Regions from separate parts of the Mus musculus genome. Here regions 1 and 2 are each linked to region 3. Evidence: chromatin contacts called from public Hi-C and promoter capture Hi-C data. All regions are on one chromosome and are shown on one strand. The core of a region is the stretch at or near the end of the contact, and the rest is flanking DNA. Distances in the headings are between cores, read along the strand shown. Region 1 has its middle 7.2 kb from the start of Gm30213. Region 2 holds the start of Mgst1 (microsomal glutathione S-transferase 1). Region 3 overlaps Slc15a5 (solute carrier family 15, member 5).

Evidence for each region. Promoter capture Hi-C pulls out the DNA fragments that hold promoters and counts their contacts. Hi-C and Micro-C count contacts between places; a contact is called where the count stands out from the background.
Region 1: a contact with region 3 is called in a Hi-C map of liver, with 1.7 times the contacts expected there. The contact joins two enhancer-like sites. A contact is called at or near these places in 2 of 39 promoter capture datasets (3T3-L1-derived adipocytes and embryonic stem cells), 2 of 15 datasets of contacts at CTCF or cohesin (embryonic stem cells and large pre-B cells), 30 of 484 Hi-C or Micro-C datasets (the 3T3-L1 cell line, the AML12 cell line, ECoMG-derived neutrophils and 11 more), 5 of 115 datasets of contacts at active chromatin or transcription factors (bone marrow-derived macrophages, embryonic stem cells, expanded potential stem cells and 2 more) and 3 of 9 other capture datasets (adipose tissue, embryonic stem cells and liver).
Region 2: a contact with region 3 is called in a promoter capture Hi-C map of liver. The contact joins the promoter of Mgst1 here to the enhancer-like site in region 3. A contact is called at or near these places in 4 of 39 promoter capture datasets (the 3T3-L1 cell line, 3T3-L1-derived adipocytes, embryonic stem cells and 1 more), 8 of 484 Hi-C or Micro-C datasets (ECoMG-derived neutrophils, adipose-derived mesenchymal stem cells, embryonic fibroblasts and 3 more), 3 of 115 datasets of contacts at active chromatin or transcription factors (bone marrow-derived macrophages, hepatocytes and stem cell-derived neural progenitor cells) and 4 of 9 other capture datasets (adipose tissue, embryonic stem cells, liver and 1 more).

What each region holds. Positions count from the first base shown.
Region 1 is chr6:138,157,966-138,160,709 of GRCm38.p6, forward strand. No RefSeq gene overlaps it. Among named protein-coding and RNA genes, the nearest start is that of Gm30213, 7.2 kb to the right of the region's middle. Within about 2 kb of position 1,341, at least 5 of the 459 cell types and tissues checked have an H3K27ac peak or open chromatin away from gene starts, as enhancers often do. A contact at or near this core is called in liver, where this site is marked.
Region 2 is chr6:138,139,021-138,142,129 of GRCm38.p6, forward strand. Mgst1 (microsomal glutathione S-transferase 1) reads left to right here and starts at 1,507. Exons shown (of 4, transcript NM_019946.5): 1 at 1,507-1,586.
Region 3 is chr6:138,033,907-138,036,765 of GRCm38.p6, forward strand. The region is part of intron 5 of Slc15a5 (solute carrier family 15, member 5); the gene reads right to left. Among named protein-coding and RNA genes, the nearest start is that of Slc15a5, 45 kb to the right of the region's middle. Within about 2 kb of position 1,450, at least 2 of the 459 cell types and tissues checked have an H3K27ac peak or open chromatin away from gene starts, as enhancers often do. A contact at or near this core is called in liver, where this site is marked.

The sequences.
Region 1 (2,744 bases), core at 91-2,590, 120 kb after region 3:
TTGTTTCTGCATTCCAGCCTGATCACACAGACTTAGGTCTTTGGATGCAATCCCTTGCCAGAGCAGCCAGGTTGCTGGATTAAAATTCTTCTACAGCTGTTAAGTGTTGAGAGATTTGTTTGTGAAACTGCTTTTATCAGGAAGGAGGATGTATGGGGTATGTGTGGATTTTTACTGATCTTGCCTTTCCTGCCTCAAGGAATTCCTGCCCAGCCAAATGACATTATTTTGTTTACATTTGTTGTTGATGACTCTAACCTGTGGTGAGAACCGAAGGGACCACGCAGTTTACATTAAAATTTAATATATACCTAGGAAGGATGCTATATTGCCAATCAAGAGTTCCCCTGAAAAGTTCATGTGTAAAAGCATCTAAACACCAGGAAGCAGGTACTGGTGAGGTGCTAGAACCTTTGGGAAGAGGGCGCTAGTGGAGGAATGTAAGTTTTTGTGGGTATCCCTTGAAGAGAATATTTGGACCCTAACCCCTGTCTCCCTTCTTTCCTGATACTGTGATGTGCACAGAGGAGACTTCCTAGGTCTTGATGACCAGAAAACCAGTATCTTATCTGTGTTTGGTTGTCTAGTCATCTGGCAAAGTATAATTGAACAACTTCTGGGCCCTGTCATTAGAGAAACCTCTAAAACTCCAAAGAACTACTAAGAACTACAGCCATGATCAAACATTCTCCTGATTCTATATCTAGAAGTTTCTCTAGGCAGCAAGCAGAAGAGGAGTTTCTGGCCCCCTCTTGCACCCAGGGGACCAGTCCTAGGGGGTCTTGTTTTGCTTCTGTGAGCAATTCATCCAAGGGCTCTACTTTATAATTAATAATTTAATAAGTGTTTTTGGGGGATGTTGCATAGCTGTATCACACTGACTTTTAGCCCCTTGCCTTGGGAGTCTCCAACAATCCATTTAGAAAGAGCAACACAAAAAAATCCTCTGATCATCTCCCCCCTGCCTGCCTGAAATGTCAGCCCTGTGGGACATTGATAGGTGTTCCTGCTATGAGGAAAAGCATTACTGCTGCCCGTGTGCCTTTCAGGGTCCTTGATTCACTGTAAATCCCATGTAAACTGTTGGATTTGACAAGGAGGAGTTGTTGAAGGCAGACTACTGGGAAGGGTCGATGTTGGGTTGAAGTTGGCACCAATCTCTCATCTGTGGCAGCTCAAGTGGAAGACGGTGGATGAGCTATAGGACCCGTGAGCCTCCTCAGTCAGCAAATGCAGGCCCCGAGTCACATTTAATTCAGAAAACCCTGACAGCCCTGCATAAAGTGTGAGCTGTAAAAATGGAGAGATTGAGACTGTGTGTGTGTGAGCGAGTGAGCCATTATTCCAGTTCACTGGACTTTAGGAAAATACAAAACAGGACAATACAGACTCTGGAACATCACCAAGAGACTGACAATAGTGACTTTGGGAAAATATTCCTGGCATATTTATTCCAAGGCCACATGATTTTAATGATTAAAAGTTAAGAGGAAAATTAACGCAGAGTATGAAGATGCCTAAAATTCTACATCATTAAGCTTAAACTGTACACATCTCCATCTGTATATGAACAAGATAAACCACCTGCAGTTAAGAAAACTGTTGGGCTGGCGAGATGGCTCAGCAGGTTTAGGCACCTTCCAGTACGGCTGATGGCCTGAGCCCACTCCCTGGAACTCATGTAATAAGAGGAGAAAACAGACTCCAGGTTTTCCTGTGACTGCCACACATGCACACAAGTGTCAAACATGGACATACACACATACACACACAACAAATATTAAAAACTCTAAATAAGAAAAGTATTAAGACCAGGAAGTGGTAGCACACATCTTTAATCCCAGCACTTGGGAGATTGAAATAGGTCGATCTCTGTGAGTTTGGGGCTAATCTGATTTACAGAGTGAGTTCTAGGACAGGAACTATATAGAGAAATTCTGTCTTGAAAAATCAAACATCCACTCCCACCAAACATTAATTATTGAAATAGTTTGGAATGTGAATAGAATTGTGCCTTTATGTCAGTCATGGTCCTGAGACTTTATTGAGCCTAAGATATTGTCAAGGTGTTTGACTGCTTTTTGAGCCCTATCTCTAACTCTAAACGTATTGGCACATGACCTGCTGTGTTAGTGGTAGATTGGTACACAGCAGTGGCTTTCACCAAGGCCTCTGTAGGGTTGAGGGGCCTTGGATGAATCAGCTCCTGTGTCATTTATAAGTTACTTGTCAGGAACTTTTGGATGTCAGGGCACATCCACATTTTGGGAATCAGTTAAAGCCAAAATGAGCTGATCCAGAAAGATCTCAAGAAAAAGTCCTGGAGCCAATTCAGTGCTACATTGTATTTCATCCTCCATGACAGAGCTTGGTAAACTCTGGCTTCTGGGCTAAATCTAGCTATTGATGGCATTTGGAAACAGAGTGTTCTTGGAGCACAGCTATGTTTACTTGTTTTAGTATTTTCTCAAACTACTTTTTTGCCATAGTGGCAGAATGAAGTAAACTTCTGTAACAGAAAACTCCACAGGACACAAAACAGGCATATTTATTATCTGATCATTCATAGAACAAGTTTACCCAGTTGTCTGGCCTAGACATCATCATGTCCATGACAAAGAAACAAGGGAGGAAACAGAATCCTATGGTTGCCTTCCAGGAAAACATCTGTTCATCATACAGATAGACAAAGCAAGTCACATGCCAGACAATTGACCTTAGAATCAAAGTGCTGAAACTCAAAT
Region 2 (3,109 bases), core at 257-2,756, 110 kb after region 3:
CAGCAGAAACCCTTTATGTATTGATTAACTAGCCGATAGTTTGGACAAAGTTCAATGAGATCATTAGATGACTGAGATGCTCTTTGTAAAAGTGTGCCCTTGTTTTCCCACTGGCTTTCCGAAGATAAGAGTTAAGAATTTTTGTGCACCTTTCTGTGTAATCTTGCCTTCAGGATTTGTGCTGTCTTCCTTGGTGTAAATGAAGAGCTCTTTAAGTCCTTGCAGTACTAACCGCTCTCAAGGAAATTCAGAAAGCTCTGCTCCACTGCACTCAGTGTTCTGGTGTGGCCCCAGAGAGGAACTGAACAATGTTTTCAACTGAAATGAAAAGGTCGACCAAACACTCTTTTCAGATGTTCTACCAATCATGCCTTTAAAGAAACCATCTTCAGGACTGACTGACTTCAGCTTGGGTCAGCACATTGCTTCTTAATTCCTTTTAGTTTTTGGAAGGGATATAAAATAGAACTGTCTACTGAATCTTGAAAGTCAGAATCAGAGTGGGTCCTGGTGAGAAAAATCTTAGCCCTTGGGGGCTGAGGCAGGAATGGTCATAAGTTTGTGTACAGACTAGTGTGTACCACGCGTTCCAGACAGGGCTAAGTAACAAAATCCTCTCTAAAACGACAAATAAAACCAAACCAAAGAGGCACCCAGCTAAAACTCAGAAAATTAAGTGGTTCATACTGAAGAAGGAGGAGGAAGAAGACGAAGAGGAGGAAAATGAAGAAATAAAAAAGAGAATAATCGTGTAAAAGAAAGGAAGGAATAGAAAGAAAGGAAGAAAGAAAGAGAGAGAGAGAGGGAAGGAGGACAGGAGGGAGGAGGACAGAAGGGAGGGAGGGAGGGAGGGAGGGAAGAAAAGAAAAGAAAGGAAAAGAAAAGAAAAGAAAAGAAAAGAAAAGAAAAGGAAAGAAAAGAAAAGAAAAGAGAAAGACTGATTGATTCTCAGAGCAATGTGGGGCACAGGTGTAAACTGGTAAAGTTCCCGAGTGAAATGTTGCAGATGGGAACTTATCAACCTTAGAGCTCTCAGAGCTGGAGCTTGGCCATTACTGTGGGGCTCTGTGATGTGCAATAGCTTTGATGTTGCCCTAACGACCCTGCCCCCTTGCAACACTTTCCTAAGTCACTGTGAAACAAGTTAGTTGCCTAACAGACTCATAATTTCGCAGGTTTCACTTTGCACCCTGAAGGTATTCACAGCAATAGAGCCCCTCCCCCGAGATTTACATTTCCTTAAAACATTTTCTTTTTAGGTTTTCCAAATTCAACACTAAGGTCTTTTTGTTTCCAGCGACATAAAAGTTAGCAACCCCTTCCTTGCTTCCCTTCTTCCGGAGCCGGAACAGAACTGCCAAGATCCTTAGCAGAGAAAGACCCTCACCAGCCACAGCAGTTTCGGGGCGATTCAGGGGTGGGATTTGGCAAGCTCCGAAGGCGGGGCTTGGCACGGTCAGGAGGCGGGGTGATTAATAGAAAAATAGCCTGAAAAAGGGCGGTGCCAGCGCGGGTCCTGTTGGTGAAAAGTCCCAGAAGTGCACAGGCTCGGCAGGACAACTTGCAGCCCTTCTCCCTGGATTCAGGTGGGTGCTGCGCACGGCCACGGTGCTGCTCCCAGGCTAGGAGTGGGTGGGTGCAAGGGGCCGGTGGGTGGCAGGTGTAAGGCTAGAGAGTGGCTGTGCCTGTTTGAAAAGCCTTTGTTCCCTTTAGTTGTTTAAATGACCACCCCCCGCCCCCATTTTTGTGGCCCGCTCTAAATGAGAATTGTGCTTTTCTGTTCCTGCATTAAGTTTTCCTTTCTCAAACTCCAAGAAGAAACTTGGGAGCACGAGTCTTTTCATGTTTAAGAGATGGTTTTCTTATTTCTTATTTTCAAGCCCAAGTAGCATTCCCTTTGAAAGGGTCTCTTGATCTTGAGGGGAGGGGAAAAAAAATACATGCAAGTTGTAACAAGATGAGAAGTCACTGCGGTTTCAGCAACTTCTGTCCTTTCCCAGGGAGTAAAACCCTACAGTGTCCCGGGTGACTTGGACATGCAGGCCTTTCAACTTGTTGAAAAGTTGTTTGCTTTTCTAGATTCTCCTGTGGTAGGCAAGAGAAATCTCTACAAGTCTTTACACTGGTACTTTTGATATCATATGACTTACAGACTTAGCAGAGCAGCAGAGCGTGCTCTGTTGTGACTGTAGCCTGATGACCAAAGACCTGAGGGCGCAGCCCTTGGGCAGCTACTCCCCAGAGCCGCCCTCCCCTGTGGCCACTGTAGTCTGGCCCCACTGAGGCTGTAGGGAAGGTGCCTGGGACTCTGATCATGTGTGTATTTCTGTTCTTCCTCTGTTGCAGCCCTCTTTTCTGTCCTCACAACAAATGTGTTTGCTGCTTTCGATCCATTGAAAATTGAAGAGTCATGGCCTTGTGGCTGTGTGCCCAGATTTTCCAAGTTTCACAATACTGATGCAGATAGGGCAAACAGTTTTGAGAAGAAAAGAACTTTGCTTTTTCTTGGCTGAGGGCCCATGAGGAGAAAGAGGAGTATTTCTCAACTGCAGATAGCACTGGGGCAAAATATGACAACAGGAGTTACAGGAGAAGCTTCCAGGAAATGAGAAAACAGCACCCCACAATTCCTAGAATGGAATTGTGAGTCCAGGAACTATACAGGTCGGCGATGACAGGGCTCCAGAGACAGGCAGGTGGGGTCTCCAGTCTCCATTGTACCACCTGGCCTTATTTATACCCTACTCAAGCTTCTTTCCTTCAAAGTAGAAGAAAATGGTTTCTGTGTCGGAGTCTTTCATCCCAAGCTGTTTTCAGTCAACTGGTGGGCATCCCTTTGCTCTCTCCTGACAGGCATCCTGGGTAGGTGAAGAGACCCTTGTGTGATGGTGATTGTCCCGGGAGAGGGAGGGCCTAGGGCTTAGAGGGTGGACTAGCAGGCCAGGCACTGAGCTACAAACACTTTGGAAAACAGAACCCCACTGTTTTAGGATCTTGAGAGAAAGGTTTAGCCATCAGAACCTGAGACTTGACACTTGGCCACTTTTGTTATCCGCAGCTTCCGGCTGCGATGAGGTCATAGCAAACTGTAGGTAGTACCCTCTACTGC
Region 3 (2,859 bases), core at 200-2,699:
GGGCTGGAGCCCCAGGCTGAGTAAGAAGAAAGTAAGCTGAGTGCCAGCATCGAGAGAGTTTCACCAGGACATGAAAGCCAAATCAAGGGTACTTTCTGATAGCAATTTGCATAATTGAGTGCATCTAATACTAAAATTTCCTCTCCCGGTTACTGTGTGATGCAGAGTGACTCTCCTGTACCCTCCTGTCACTGAACCGTCTTCCTTCCAGTGGTCTGCATCCCTCCAGATGTGGGCCTAAGTAATCCTTTCTTCCTATGAACTGCTTTGGTCAGATATTTTGTCACACACTCAAGGAACTTCACTAGTACAGGAACATTTCATCTACTTTCCTCTGCTAATTGAAAACAGTAGTGAAGATTCCAAATTAATGCAGATAATTTAACATCTACAATGTGACAGCCACATATAGCTGAACAATGGAATAATATTAATAATTGTAATGATCACAATAATAATAATAATGGTATAATGACCACCGAATTAGAACACCTGAATTCAGATGACACTATTGTGATGAGCTTTGAAGTATTAAATTATGGTTTATTATGCATCTAAATGTATTATATACATGATGATACCATGATCAAACTAGGAATTCATAAATACATGCCCATTCATAATTTATATACCTGTATACTTCACTCATATATTTGGGCATTTGAGCCTTTAAAGGGAAAGGAAATTTTATTATTAGATGCACTCAATTATGCAAATTGCTATCAGAAAGTACTCTTGGTTTGGCTTTCATGTCCTGGTGAAACTTGTTAATCTTCCATAATCATAACCAGAATATGGAAACCCACCCAAATATCTAGTTTAAAAGATGCATATTATTATATGTTTATATTCCCATAGCGAAACATTATGCAAATAAATGAAAAAGTATGCAAATGAATGAATGAATGGAGTCTGGCTTAGAAACAACTAAATTCACTATTCTGTACCCAGTGGGGCAAAGCTTCATTTCCTTTGAAGTGAGTCTAGCTTTCTTTTCTCCTGCCCACTAGGTCTTGTTACTCATGTGGCAGGGGAATAATTTAGTTCATCAACAACATCAAATAATGTGCTAGATAACCATGCCACCTCCATCTATGAGCGCATACCTTGCGGAATGGCCATGATTTCAATTACGTCATAGAGAAAGTTGCGCAAATTTATCCTGAACTTAATTAAGAGACTTTATTCTAAGGAAGGATTTCTGATTAAGCTGTTGTAGCTGGGTTGTTTGTCTGTTTCCCTACAGGACAGATTTAGAATTTTTATGCATAAATTTAGTACCTCTGCCTTGGAAGTTTCATGGTACTTGCATAAAACTGCTAAGTTTTTTTTTTTTTTTGACATTTTGTAACATAATGGATCCATGCCAGAGGCTCTTGATTCTGTTTCAATAGTGATCCCGCAAAAGTCAAACGTACAAAGTCCTATGCGCTTTTATTTGTGTCTTCAAAGTTCAGAGGAGAATCCAGAACAACCTCTAAATAATACTTAGACTTCTGCAATAGAAGACCTAGGAAGCATGTTAACGTTCATAGATTGTAAAAAAAAAATTATCAGGATTTGTATTTTGCTAAATGCTATTACAATACTAACATGCCTACCTGTTGCGAAATAAGTTCTGGAAACTTGTGAACTGTAAGTCTCTGTCAGCGAGGATGGCCATAGAAACTATGATGATGTTAGTCACCTTGAGTTCTAACCAAGACCAAACACCTTGGTGTGACAGAATTGTGCCCATGGGTTTGAAGAAACACACAGGAAGTTGTGCTTCCTATACAGAAAACATCAGGAAGCTTGTGTGGCCAGAAGACCGCAGCCTCTGATCTTTAAGGAGAGACACAACAGGTCAACTAGCCAGAAAAGATCATGTCTCAGCTATCACCTGTGATCTTCTTTGTTTGCCTTGTGTGATGTTTCCCCAGAGTTTCCAGTTCGGATCATTCATTCATTCATTCATTCATTCATTCATTCATTCATTCATTCATTCATTTATTTGCCGATCGGTGGACAGTGGTGTGCCTTGCAAATGGCCCATGATCACTAACATCTCCGCGAGGCTTCCACTGAGTATCAGTGCTTTGTTCTGAGGCACCTGTGTTTTTCTGCTGCATGCTTTCAAGTCTTATATAACAAGGTGCTATTCTTCTCAAAGAAACCCAAAACCAGCAAAGTGCAGACAGGAGAGCTCAGGGGTGTGTGTTTCAAAGCCACGCGGTAGCACTTGAGTGGCCAAGAATGCCCAGGCTACCTTCTCTGCTGCACTGGCCCTGTGGTTCCCTGACAGTGCCTTACTAAATGTGGCTGGGAGCGCAGACCCATCAGAATGGACTATGCCACCTTTTCTCCATTAACCAGATGATTTTATTTTATGGCTTAATGCCCGTGTCCTAAGGAAGCTATCTTAAATTGTTTCACTTTGAAAAACCTTTGAAAATCATCACTATATTCCTTACCATCTGAAGAATTGCTATACAGGGCCTGTGAATTAGAGAATTAATTTTTCCCTTTCAGAGTCAGAGACAGAACCCGAGGCTTTATTCATGTTCGGCAAGTGCTTTAGGGTCATATCTCCATGCTCACACTACTAATTTTTAATAAATTTTGTTACTGGTTCAGAAATTAAGACTATTAATTCTTGAGACTCACTAAGTATCTTCTTGGTTTAAGAACACGTTAGGGACAAATTGAGGAGTGAGGCCTGCCCTCCAGAAGGAAAGTCCATTTAGTGGTGCTTGGAGCTTCACTGACTTCTGAAGAGGCCGAAAAGGACGGATTAAAGAGATCATGTCGATGCTTGATTCAGGGACCTGGATGCTACCACTCATAAATATATCTTTTTTTGAAAATTGGAAACATGCA